4 separate regions of the Mus musculus genome follow, and all the other regions are linked to region 4. The links are chromatin contacts, called in public HiChIP or PLAC-seq and promoter capture Hi-C maps. All regions are on one chromosome and are shown on one strand. Each heading gives the region's core, a stretch centred on a gene start, on an enhancer-like site or on the middle of the called end of the contact. The rest is flanking DNA. Distances are from core to core; before and after follow the strand shown.

Region 1 (2,894 bases), core at 173-2,672, 580 kb after region 4:
ATCACTGGAAAGAGAGGCCCATTGGACTTGCAAACTTTATATGCCCCAGTACAGGGGAACACCAGGGCCAAAAAGGGGGAGTGGGTGGGCAGGGGAGTGGGGGTGGGTGGATATGGGGGACTTTTGGTATAGCATTGGAAATGTAAATGAGCTAAATACCTAATAAAAATGGAGAAAAAAAATTTTCATAAATATAAAAATAAGATTTCATATTATAATACAGTGGGGTTTAATGTACTATTATGATTTTTGGGTCAGGTTTACCAGCATCTGGGCAATTTTAAAATATGTTTAGCCTATCATGCACACACACACACATACACACACCATACACATACCACACACACACAACATATACATATACATACCACACACACAAACACACACACAACATATACATAACATACACACACACCATACACATACCACACACACACATACACACACATTTATAGTAGCCAAACACTGAAAGCAATCTAAAATCAGATAAGTTGTGGAATTTAAAAATTAAATATTATTTAAGTACAAAAAGTTAATGAATTATACCAACACAAATTACCTAGAGAAGTAGTATTGAATGAAAGAAGAAAATTAAAGTATTTTAAATATATCACAATACTGTCCAGGTAAAGTTTTAAAACTATATCATCTGTATGGTGATTTACAATGGCACTGCCAATAGAAAATTAGCATTATGCTTTATTACTGATTTACTTTTGGTAAATATCATTTGCATTTCATGAATAATAAAAAGGGTTTGAGTGTATTGCTGGTTTAAGACAGGTTTTCCTTCTGATTTATGAGAAATAGTAATTGTTTTTTTAAAATTCCCATAAATAAAATATACTTCAGAATATTTCATATCCAATGATTTTCACACGAAAATTTAAGAAATGAATTACTTCAACACATACTATTTTTAAATACAAAAATCCTGGTAAGCCAGAGCTTTAGTATAATCATGGACCTTTATCATGAGGAAATTATCAAACTCTGCTCCCAGAAGCAAGAACACCAACTCATCTGCGGATCTCATCTGTGTAATTCCCAGTCTCCTAACTGAGAAAGAATGAACACTGCAGGCTCACGTGGGTATGGCAGAACTTTTATGCAAATACTCTATTATTTAGCCCATATTCAAACACACCAGAATTTCCACTGAGCTAGAAAAGTGATTTTTACTTTCAAAGTCGTCAGTAAATCCAGGGCTTACAGATAATTGATGAAAGAAAATAATAATAATAATAGTTCATAGTTTCCTTGGTTTTTTTTTCTTTTGTCTGAAATTTAAGCTTCACTAATTACAGTTTCCTTGGAAGCATAAAGGTTTTTTATTATGTCTTGTCACTCTTTAATCTTCATTTAATTATCGTAGATCTGTCTTCAAATGCCTGGTGAGAAAGAGAATCACGGCATGTGGTTGCCAAGGAGAACAGGAAACGCTGCAACACTGGTCTCTGTTCCTATGGTAAAAAACGATCAATATTCCCATGCAGTCTCCCAAAATAGATAAAGTCACGACACAGGAATGCCTTCCCTTGCTAATCACTAAATGTTACAGGTTACAGGAAAGCTTTCCTTTCCCACTGGGCATCACATTCCAACAGCGAAGCTCTTGGGGGCTGCTAATGCCGCCTGCGTATCTCCTGAGACTCAGGCTCCCTAGTCAGAGAGTGATGGCTCAGCTCCTGACAAATCATTAGGGCCTGCGGCTTACTGCCGCACCATGCACATCAATCATTTTGCCTCTCATGCCTTCCAAGAAAACGGCTCTATATACAGGTCCTGCTGAAGAAATTCGCCATGGCTTCCTCGCAGAGAAAGGCAGGTTGTGTGACTCGTATCTCCTGTCCCACTTGGGACAAAGCTAATTGGGAAGTAAGACAAAGCTAATTGGGAAGTGGGTGGACAGTCCGTCTCTCGGATGCCCAGTGGTCTGTAAGCTGGCTTCCTGTGAAAAGCTTAGCTGAGTATTTTAGATCTCGGTTTTGTAGTTGGGAACTACAACGCACATAGGATATCAGAAACTGTTGCTGAACCCCAAAAAAAAAAAAAAAAAAAAAAAAAGTACAAACAGGAGCCCAAGAAACAGATGAAGAACGTGAGAGGTGTAGGTTGTTAATAACACACACACACACACACACACACAAAGAAAGCAAAGCCAAATTTTAGCTTCAAGAGAAGCAGAGACAGGGAGAGGCATTCGTTGGAATGCTGGGCAGAAGCATCAGGGAAACTACTGTTAAAGACCCCACCTTACAATGCACATCTTACACAGATCTTCAGAAGGTAGAGAATTGACAGCTGCCAAGAATAAGAAGGAAATGTGTGTGTGTGTGTGTGTGTGTGTGTTGGGGGGTGGGGGGTGGGGGGGTTCAAGAAGGGAAGATGAAAGACAAAATCATTTAGTCTTATTCCTGAACTCCCAATATGTTCTCTGATTCTCACATCTGAACCCCTCCCAAGTCTAACACAAGAATGATGAATCCTAAGAACAATGCACACACATAGCAGATGTGCACCTTGGTATTCATGTGGGTCCCCAACAACTAGAGCAGGGACTGTCACTGACTCTGTAGCCTGCCTGTGGATCTTGTTCCCCTAACTATGAGCCTTGAGCCTTGTCTGGCCTCAGTGGGAAAGGATGTGCCTAGTCCTGCAGTGACTTGATGTGCCAGGGTGGGTTGAAACTCAGAGGGGAGCCTCCCTCTTCTCTCTTCTCAGAGGAAGAGAGGGGAGGGCAGGGGAGAGGTTTATGAGGGGGGACAAAGAGGAGTGGGGCTGAGATAGGGGTTTTAAGTGAAAAAGTAAATTAATTAATTAATGGGGAAAAAAGAACAAAACAGTCTCAAAGAAGGTCTTAAAGTATAATTGCATTTGCAGAAAATAAAGAA
Region 2 (2,827 bases), core at 165-2,664, 650 kb after region 4:
CCAGATTTGGACATTGGGTCCCCTGAAGCTGGAGTTACAGGAGCTTGAAAGTCAATCAGTGTGGGTATTTGGGTATTAAATTTGGATTCTGTAGAAGAGCAGTAAGGCTCCTTACCCCAGAAAGATCGTTCCAGCCTCTGTTTATTGTTTTGAGACAGCATTTCCATCTGAATCCAGGATGACCTATAATACACTGTGTAGCCCAGGCTTGTCTGAAACTCATGATATTTGTGCCTAAGCCTCCCAAGTGTGGGGCTTACAGGAATAATCCACTATACACACGTTTATGCTTCACAAAATTAAATCTGAAAACTCACTTAAAAAAAGCTCCAGAGAACAACAGAGTGCTATAACAGTATTTAATGAAAACTCTTGCTTTATACTTTGAAAGACATAGCTCCAAAAACCTGTATCCATTTTCAACCCTTTGCCATTTGAAAGGTAAATGTGCTGCATCTTAAATTCTTTCTCATGCAGATGTACAATCTCACTGTATTTCATTGCTAAACTTAATAGTAGATTGCTACACCATGTATAAAATATGAGAATAGAAGAGAACAGGGTGATAATGAGTCTTACCAAGTAGTCTAAGGAATAAAGATAAAGTCATTTGTTTTCTTTCCTATTGCTGCTTCTCTGGTTCAAAGGTAGTGAGAAAATCTAGAGGGGGTGCAAAGTCATCGAGAGGCTCCACCCTCTTATCATTTCCTTAAAGAAAAGAAAGGAAAGTTGGCTCCACTTGGCTCTGAAGGAATTTGAAGCACACCCTTTAAAAAACTACTCTCTTTTCCATGATATTCCCTTTGAGATAGAATTGGATGTTTTTCTAAGAACACACAACATAATCAAACATTTATTGGCTGTATGATTCCTTCAGGTACAGTCAATGTTTCTTTTAAACCTGCTCACTAAACAGGAAATGCTTTTATGGTCCTAGGATTTATCACAGATGCTGTAAGCTTTAAATGATGACCAGAGCTCTATCAACCTGCACTTCCAAACACGGTAGTATAAGTAAATACACATATGACCAGTGGTACCTCTAGTCTCTGCTAATCATTGCCTTCTTTCGAAGGCACATAATATATCTCCTTCTTCATCCTCCTTTTCACTGCTGCATTACCAGCTAGTGTAAGAAGAGATCGTGTGCAGCCAATCTGCTGCCTGTGTCAAGACTCTGTTCAATATTTCAGTGTTTCTAAAACTGATGTGCTGCTAGTCTGATTCTGCCTGCAATCTTGTTTTCAATTTCTATCTGCCTCAGGCATCCTCCTGCTGCCACATAGCCATATGAACCTAACTGCACCACATGCGGTGCCAGATGCTGAAAATGCCAGGATCCCAAATCATGTGACAAGGGGATGATCTGCTCTTTCCCTTATAATTAAATGAGAAACTGTGGGTATATTGTCTCCCGCTTGGACCTATCAGAATAGAGCCAACAGATGTCACTGCACATGACTCACATTAAAGACAAAGCAGAGATGTAAATGTGTCCCCTAAAAAGTGGCAAGGACAAAGGATTTTGTGAAGAAAATCATGTGTTAAGGTAAAAGAAAAGGAGAGAGTGCCTAAGGTAACCAGCTCTTCGTGGCCTCTGTCCAAAGCCACCCTTGCCTTATGTTTAAAACACCTGCCATTTCCTATTATGAACTTCCCAGGCACTGGATTGGCAACAAGCCAGGATTAAACCCACTGGCAACTGTTCATCCCATGTCTATCAGCATGTGCTCTGAAAGGGCCTCAGACCCCTCAGACTTGCCAGCAGCAACAGCTTGTGCTTCCTTTGATAACTGCTACCTCCCAGCAAACAACATTCAGAGCAGAAAGTGATATGAGAACACAGGCTTTCTGTCTCAGCACTCCATTACTGTTAACAAGCACTCTTCTCATAATCGTATAAATCCTGACTACTCCACACCGAAAGGGGGCTTCTCTTAAAAGCAAAACCAAGTAGGGCAAACAAGGTCTGTAGCAGAAGTTGTAGCCATTAGGGCACTGCAGATAAACTGCTGGTAATGGAAACTACAACATGGAACAAGAAGATCAAGAAAAAAGAAAGAAGAAACCTTGAGTTTATGACTTCACTGTAAATATGCTCTAAGTTGCCCGAGATGCCTTGATGCCGATGATTGAACTTGGTATTATCATCTACATTCTCAAAATAGATTTTTTTTTTGGTCCTGGGGTTAGTGCAAGCACCAAATAATCCAAAATACTATGTTAATTTTTTGTTTGATTTTGTGTGAGAGTGTGTGTGTTTGTGAGTGTCTGTGTATGTGTGTCCGTGAATGTTATATTTATGCATATAGGCACACACACCACATCACATATGGGTGAGAGGACTTTCAGAAGTGGATTTTTTTCCCTCCTACTGCAGGTTCCAGACATTGAGCTCAGGTCATCAGAATTGGGCAGCACACCCTCTTACCACATTAAGCATCTTACCAGCACAAGTACTGCATTGTTTAGAGCTAATAACTCAGTTACTGAAAAAAGAATACTTTGAGGCGGATAATAATTTTCAGACATACACATTCCCTTTAAAGAAAATTTGAAATTATTAAGTGGGGATATGCATTTTTGGACAAATGTTCTGACCTTAAATACATTAAGTAGTAATAATGTGATAAATAGTACACCTTCTTCCTCATACGCAAGTCAACAAATGCAATAAATCACATAAATGGACATAAAGTGTTTTTTAAAAATCACATGATCCTCTTAGTAGGTGCAGAAAGGTCTGTTTTTGTTTTTGTTTTTGTTTTTGTTTTAATCTAGCAAGCCTTCATTATAAAAGTCCTAGACTGAACATGTCTCAAGACAA
Region 3 (2,700 bases), core at 7-2,506, 940 kb after region 4:
GTTGAACATTACAATTAGACTTGAGATATTTTGGTAAGGAAAACCTCAGGACTTCTGTGTTTTATGCTTTGGGATGGATGCAGTGGTTGCACACACTTTTAATCCTTGCACGCTGTTGACAGAAGCAGGTGGATCTCTAAGTGCTCACAGCCAGCCTGGTCTGTCCCCTTTCAAGATCCAGGACAGCCAAGGGTACATGATGAGATCATGTCTTAAAAAGAAAAAAAGGAAAAGAGTGTTTTATGGATAAGAGAAAAATAGTCAAGGGAGAAAATGAAGGAACAATTTAAAGATGAGGGCTATCTCTCAAAATCTATGAACGTTCATAATTCAAACACAGATATAAATAGTAACATAAAGAACAGTATTGGAGGGGAAAAACGGGAACAAGTAAGAAAAGATAATACTGAATTAAATCTGAGGTAGAGATCTTCAACCAAGGAAAATGCTGTTGGTGATCACTATTCAAGGGAAAGTAACACTGGTAATTAGTGAATACCAGCTTTAAAGAAGTTATCAACCCTCCTGTGACAATTTTTCAACTGGAAATCCACTATTAGGATGAGACTCAAAAATCAGTGACTTGAGTGAGATATTAACAAAAATATATGATAGAAAGGAGTACATTTAAAAACTCCAGGAAGGAGTTTTTAAACACTTTAAGACTGAAAAGCTTTAAAACCACCTTCGCCGCTTTTGTTGAAAGAGGGAAGTAGCAGTAGGATGTAGGTACATGTTACTCTATAACATTGCTGCCCAGTGTATCCTGTATATGCAACTTAAACATAACCAGTTTCACATTTAGCAATCTAGTTAAACCAATATTTAAAGGCATTCTCTAAACAAGCAGTAATAGATATTTTTAAAAATTTTTAAATTGAGTAAATTTAAAAATTTACTCTGTAAACCAGTCTGGACTTGAACTCACATAGATTGTCTTCCCTCTGACTTTCAAGTGCTGGGATTAAAAGCATGCATTGCCACCATCTGGCAGAAGATCATACTTTATACTAGCCGCAATGTTCAGAAACTGCCTTTTATTGATGGCTTTTTAAATTTTCATTGTAATTTTTTATATCATGTATATGTATGTTTTGCATGCATGTTTATATACATACTATAAGGGCATCATAACTCCTAGAACTGGAGTTTTAGACTGGTAAGCTGTCATTCAGGAACTGAACCTGGGTCCTCTGTAGAAGCAGTGTGAGTCTAAACTGCTGAGTCATCTGTTGCTCCCCAGGCCCAGTAGCTCCTATTGAACAGTGGAGCCCTAGGAATTACAGAACTAAGGACTGGAAGAAGACCAATAGACACTGATAGTACTGAAGCCCCAGTGTGCAGTCCTGACTGTCAGCCACAGGAAAGGAAATGGGTGGTATAGAATAGACAATTTTTTTTTAAAGACAGAATAAAGTTACAATAAGCCTTCTGTTTAAGGAAGGGAAATGGTTGGGAGATCACATAGTGATTTAAATCCTAACTTTCCCAGAAGCTTTGAGGAGAGTAGTACATAACTATATTTGATTTATTTTTTAAAGATTTGTTTTATGTATATGAGTATTCTACTAATTTGTATATACCATTCACTTGCCTGATGTCCACATCACCTGAAACTGAAGTTACAGGTGATCATGAGTCACCTTATGGATGTTGGGAACAGAACGTGGGTCCCATCTGCCCCAAACCAAGAGCCATCTCTTCAGGCCATTGTTTAAAATTAACCTAAATAAAAATATCTAAATGATGCTATTAAAAAAAAAAAGTTTTATACAGGACATGCACATACTCTTTAGCCTCATCATTTGAGAATAGATAATCCCAGTCATTTTAGTATCTTTGGTTTTTGGTTATATACATACACAATATTTTATGGATCTTGTTGTTTTTAACTGGAAGTGGCTTTCTGTCTTAAGGGATAGGTAACTGAAGACTAGAAGGATAGTATAGTCTTTTGAAAGATCTCTTTCTTTGGATGGCTTGTGTATATTATTTATTTGTGGTCTAGAAGTATTTTTGCTGGCACTTTTTACCATGTTTTTCTTGTATTTTACATGTGTTTGTCGCCCGCAGATCTTTCTGGACGAGTTGCACGAGCATGGGCAGCTGCACTCTATGTCCTCTTGGATGGAGCTGTATCCCACCATCAGCTCTGACATTCGCTTCACTAACATGCTGGGTCAGCCGGGTGAGATTCCTTTCTTTCCAAGCATACCTTAGGAGTTGGGATGGATGTGGGTTGGGGTTGGGAACAGCCGTTGGGGGAGGAGAGGTGTGTGCTTTATTTTATGTTTGTTTTACAAACAAAAAGTAATTGCAGCTCTTGGTTAGAGCTAGCTTTTTGACTTCTTTAGTTTTTTCATTAGGATCAACTGCACTTGATCTTTTCAAGTTTTATGTTGAAGATCTTAAAGCACGATATCATGATGAAAAGAAGATAATAAAAGACATTCTGAAGGTAAGTGAACTTGTTCTTAACTATTTGAAAACATTGATTCATTCCTTGCAGTTACATGTTATTTATAACAAGATTTCTGGCTTTTAGGATAAAGGATTTGTAGTTGAAGTAAACACTACTTTTGAAGATTTTGTGGCAATAATCAGTTCAACCAAAAGATCAACTACTTTGGATGCTGGAAATATCAAGTTGGCTTTCAATAGTGTAAGTTAAATTATTTCAGATACCTACCTAATTGTTCA
Region 4 (2,773 bases), core at 247-2,746:
ATATATACATATACATATATACATATGTATATATATGTAAACTAGAGCAACTAAGCCACGGAAAGTATGGCTAAGTCCTGGGAGCCTGGTTCTTTGCTGTTCACACCTCTCTATTCTCAGTAATAAAAGAATCTAGACAGCTAGAAGAAACTGAAACTTCAAAAAAAAAAAAAAACTTGCCTAAAAGGCTCTCCTTTGTGCTTGAGGGATGGCAGCACGTTACAAGGATGCCAATAATGCCAGTACATTCAGAGGATCTGAATGTGGAATGAGTGATTCTTACAGAGGGAATTTAACAAGCAAGCATGGTGTAATTAGAAGGCTCTGTGCATGCCTATCATCACCAAAGTCAGGATTCTAAGGCTTTGATTGACCGATTCAAGGGACAGGAGAAAAGGGAAGGAGAAGAGAGGATCCTGTATCTTCTGGAGTCTAAAACAAAGTAGAAGTGGCCTGTGTGTAAGGCTCCTCTGGTAGCACTTATACCCAACAGCCACTATGGACTGAGTGTCTGCAGCTCCCCGAAATGCCTGCAGATTGCCTTGTGGTGAGGAAGGCAGGGTGGGTGGGAGCAACAGCTTCTGGAGGGAGGCGCCCAGCTGCTGGCCGACATTCTAGCTGATGGATGTAGATGAGCAATTCCCTTAAACCACTGATTTTCTGCCAAGGACAGAAAACACTGGAAGCTCATCCAAAAACTCCTCCGCAATTAAAGTGGCAATGAAGTGGTTGGTCACTCTGCCCACCTCCCTTAACAGAGAGGTGACCCTGTTCTTGGTAACCACCTCCACACACAAACCACAAAGAGAGCAAGCACCTCCTTAGACCTGCGCCTTGCCTGGGCCTCACAGCTCACTACAAACCCCGCTTTACTACACACGTAAGAGCTTTCCAAGTAGGGTGCGGACGTAGCTCTTTTATGATTTCTAAGGTTTTCCTCCATTCTCCCTTCCTTAAAACAACAATAACATCAGCAACACCCCCTACTTAAAAAAAAAAAAAAACGGGGGTGGGGGTGGGGAGAGAAGAAATTCCCAGTCTTCCCACCTGCCTTGTCTTCCAATACTCCACCAGAAAGCTTACAAGAACAGGCAGCAGCCAAACACAGGCAGCAGGCCAGTACCTTGACCAGCGCCATCTGGTACCTGTCCACCTTACATCTGCTCAGAGGTGATAGGGTGGCTTCGAAGGACACACTTAAGAGAGGGTGTGATCCGGGTCCTCTGCAACTTTCAGCCTTTCTCTCCAAGTTCTTTACTTGCTCTTCAGATCAGGAGTGCATAGTGAACCCTGCCTAGCCCTTGGAAATGCAGAAGGCACAAAGCCTGCTGCTAGGTTAGCTCCTATCTTAGCCGCCCCTCTAAGCCGAGCGGGCGCAGCAAGGCTCTATCACCAGCAGGGGCCGCTGTTCGCTTGGAGCAGGAGCCGGGCCACCGCCAAGGCCCGCGCCTCCCACGGCCCCTCCGGCCCAACCCGCCAAGTTCCAAGAGCTCCCAGTCGTGCGAGCGCCGGGAACGAGCACTGCCTGGGCAGAACACAGCGCACAGGAGCCAGCTTGCGGCGCGCCCTGAAGAGGTTCTTGAGACACTTACGGACCTGGGACTTTGAAAGGGAGACTGAGGAGCCCTGCGCGCACAAGTGATCAAGCCAGCGCTCCGCCGGGCACCTGTTCGTCCCGCGCTACAGCCACTCTGGTCCCCACCCCTCCGATCCTCGCCTTCCCGGCTCCCGCTTGCTCTCGTGATGAATTCAGTGCTGGGCAACCAGACCGACGTGGCTGGCCTGTTCCTGGTCAACAGTAGCGAGGCGCTGGAGCGCGCGGTGCGCTGCTGCACCCAGGCGTCGGTGGTGACCGACGATGGCTTCGCCGAGGGAGGCCCCGACGAGCGCAGCCTGTACATCATGCGTGTGGTGCAGATCGCAGTCATGTGTGTGCTCTCGCTCACTGTGGTTTTTGGCATCTTCTTCCTTGGCTGCAACCTGCTCATCAAGTCCGAAGGCATGATCAACTTCCTAGTGAAGGACCGGAGGCCGTCTAAAGAGGTGGAGGCAGTGGTCGTGGGACCCTACTGAGTGGCCCTCGGGTCCCCCTCGGCGGGTGCCTCCCTTCTGGCACCTCCAGTACTCCGCCAGCCGCGATGCACCCCTCACCATCACGGACCGAGCAACGCAAACCTGTCGGAGTCAGTTTTTTTCTCTTGACTTCTGCCTTTGGGGAAAAAGTGACCGATTTCTGATAGCTCTTCGAAAGGCCCCAAGCAAGACTGTACAGGAGGAGCGCCCAGACTTCGGGATACAGCAGCAGGTGGCAAAAGCAGGGCGCAGAACTTTGGGAGTGGCTGCTGGCGTGGGATACTGGGAGATGAACCAGGCGGCGAAGGCCCCTTTCCACCTGCAGGTGGGCTCAGCACTGGGGACAGCTTGAGAGGCCGAGCAAGGCGGGGTGTGGATGGGTGTGTATTCAGAGGCCCAGTGACCGGAAAAAGTGACTGTTTATTCGCCACGCTGCAGACCTAATTGGGAAGGAACATAGATGCGTGTGGGTTTTGCGACCTACTAAGAGAGTGAAACTTTGATCGATAGTAACCTGTGGTTTTAGGGGATTTGTGTTAGTTTGCTTGAATACAAATATTTGATAAGTCTTTTGTGTCCTAGTGGCCTGTTTGCCTGCCTGCGGGTTAGAGTTTTTTGTCATTCTGGGAGAACGGGTGGGGGGAGGGGAGTCTGAGACTGTGAATGGGGTAAGTGCTTTCTTTTAGTGCATTTCCAGCTG

The links. Promoter capture Hi-C pulls out the DNA fragments that hold promoters and counts their contacts. HiChIP or PLAC-seq counts read pairs in DNA pulled down with a chosen protein or histone mark.
Region 1: a promoter capture Hi-C map of hippocampal neurons shows a contact between it and region 4, with 8 times the contacts expected there. The contact joins the enhancer-like site here to the promoter of Rprm in region 4. A contact is called at or near these places in 16 of 39 promoter capture datasets (the 3T3-L1 cell line, the C10 cell line, the HPC-7 cell line and 10 more), 1 of 15 datasets of contacts at CTCF or cohesin (large pre-B cells), 1 of 484 Hi-C or Micro-C datasets (cerebral cortex), 8 of 115 datasets of contacts at active chromatin or transcription factors (astrocytes, bone marrow-derived macrophages, embryonic forebrain and 5 more) and 1 of 9 other capture datasets (macrophages).
Region 2: a contact with region 4 is called in an H3K4me3 HiChIP or PLAC-seq map of embryonic forebrain, with 11 times the contacts expected there. The contact joins the enhancer-like site here to the promoter of Rprm in region 4. A contact is called at or near these places in 15 of 39 promoter capture datasets (the C10 cell line, the HPC-7 cell line, cranial neural crest and 8 more), 4 of 484 Hi-C or Micro-C datasets (cerebellar granule neurons, cerebellum, cerebral cortex and 1 more), 7 of 115 datasets of contacts at active chromatin or transcription factors (astrocytes, embryonic forebrain, embryonic limb bud and 4 more) and 1 of 9 other capture datasets (macrophages).
Region 3: a promoter capture Hi-C map of embryonic stem cells shows a contact between it and region 4, with 8 times the contacts expected there. The contact joins the enhancer-like site here to the promoter of Rprm in region 4. A contact is called at or near these places in 8 of 39 promoter capture datasets (the 3T3-L1 cell line, cranial neural crest, embryonic stem cells and 5 more), 1 of 484 Hi-C or Micro-C datasets (embryonic fibroblasts), 5 of 115 datasets of contacts at active chromatin or transcription factors (embryonic forebrain, embryonic hindbrain, forebrain and 2 more) and 1 of 9 other capture datasets (embryonic stem cells).

The regions. Positions count from the first base shown.
Region 1 is chr2:53,500,634-53,503,527 of GRCm38.p6, reverse strand. No RefSeq gene overlaps it. Among named protein-coding and RNA genes, the nearest start is that of Gm38481, 190 kb to the left of the region's middle. Within about 2 kb of position 1,422, at least 21 of the 459 cell types and tissues checked have an H3K27ac peak or open chromatin away from gene starts, as enhancers often do. A contact at or near this core is called in forebrain, hippocampal neurons, neural tube and 1 more, where this site is marked.
Region 2 is chr2:53,436,163-53,438,989 of GRCm38.p6, reverse strand. No RefSeq gene overlaps it. Among named protein-coding and RNA genes, the nearest start is that of Gm25898, 160 kb to the right of the region's middle. Within about 2 kb of position 1,414, at least 25 of the 459 cell types and tissues checked have an H3K27ac peak or open chromatin away from gene starts, as enhancers often do. A contact at or near this core is called in cerebellum, embryonic forebrain and hippocampal neurons, where this site is marked.
Region 3 is chr2:53,145,582-53,148,281 of GRCm38.p6, reverse strand. It overlaps Prpf40a (pre-mRNA processing factor 40A), which reads left to right. Exons shown (of 26, transcript NM_018785.3): 17 at 2,074-2,188; 18 at 2,367-2,458; 19 at 2,546-2,662. Among named protein-coding and RNA genes, the nearest start is that of Prpf40a, 44 kb to the left of the region's middle. Within about 2 kb of position 1,256, at least 6 of the 459 cell types and tissues checked have an H3K27ac peak or open chromatin away from gene starts, as enhancers often do. A contact at or near this core is called in embryonic stem cells, where this site is marked.
Region 4 is chr2:54,084,275-54,087,047 of GRCm38.p6, reverse strand. It overlaps Rprm (reprimo, TP53 dependent G2 arrest mediator candidate), which reads left to right and starts at 1,496. Exons shown (of 1, transcript NM_023396.5): 1 at 1,496-2,773. The coding sequence starts at 1,744. The coding sequence ends at 2,073.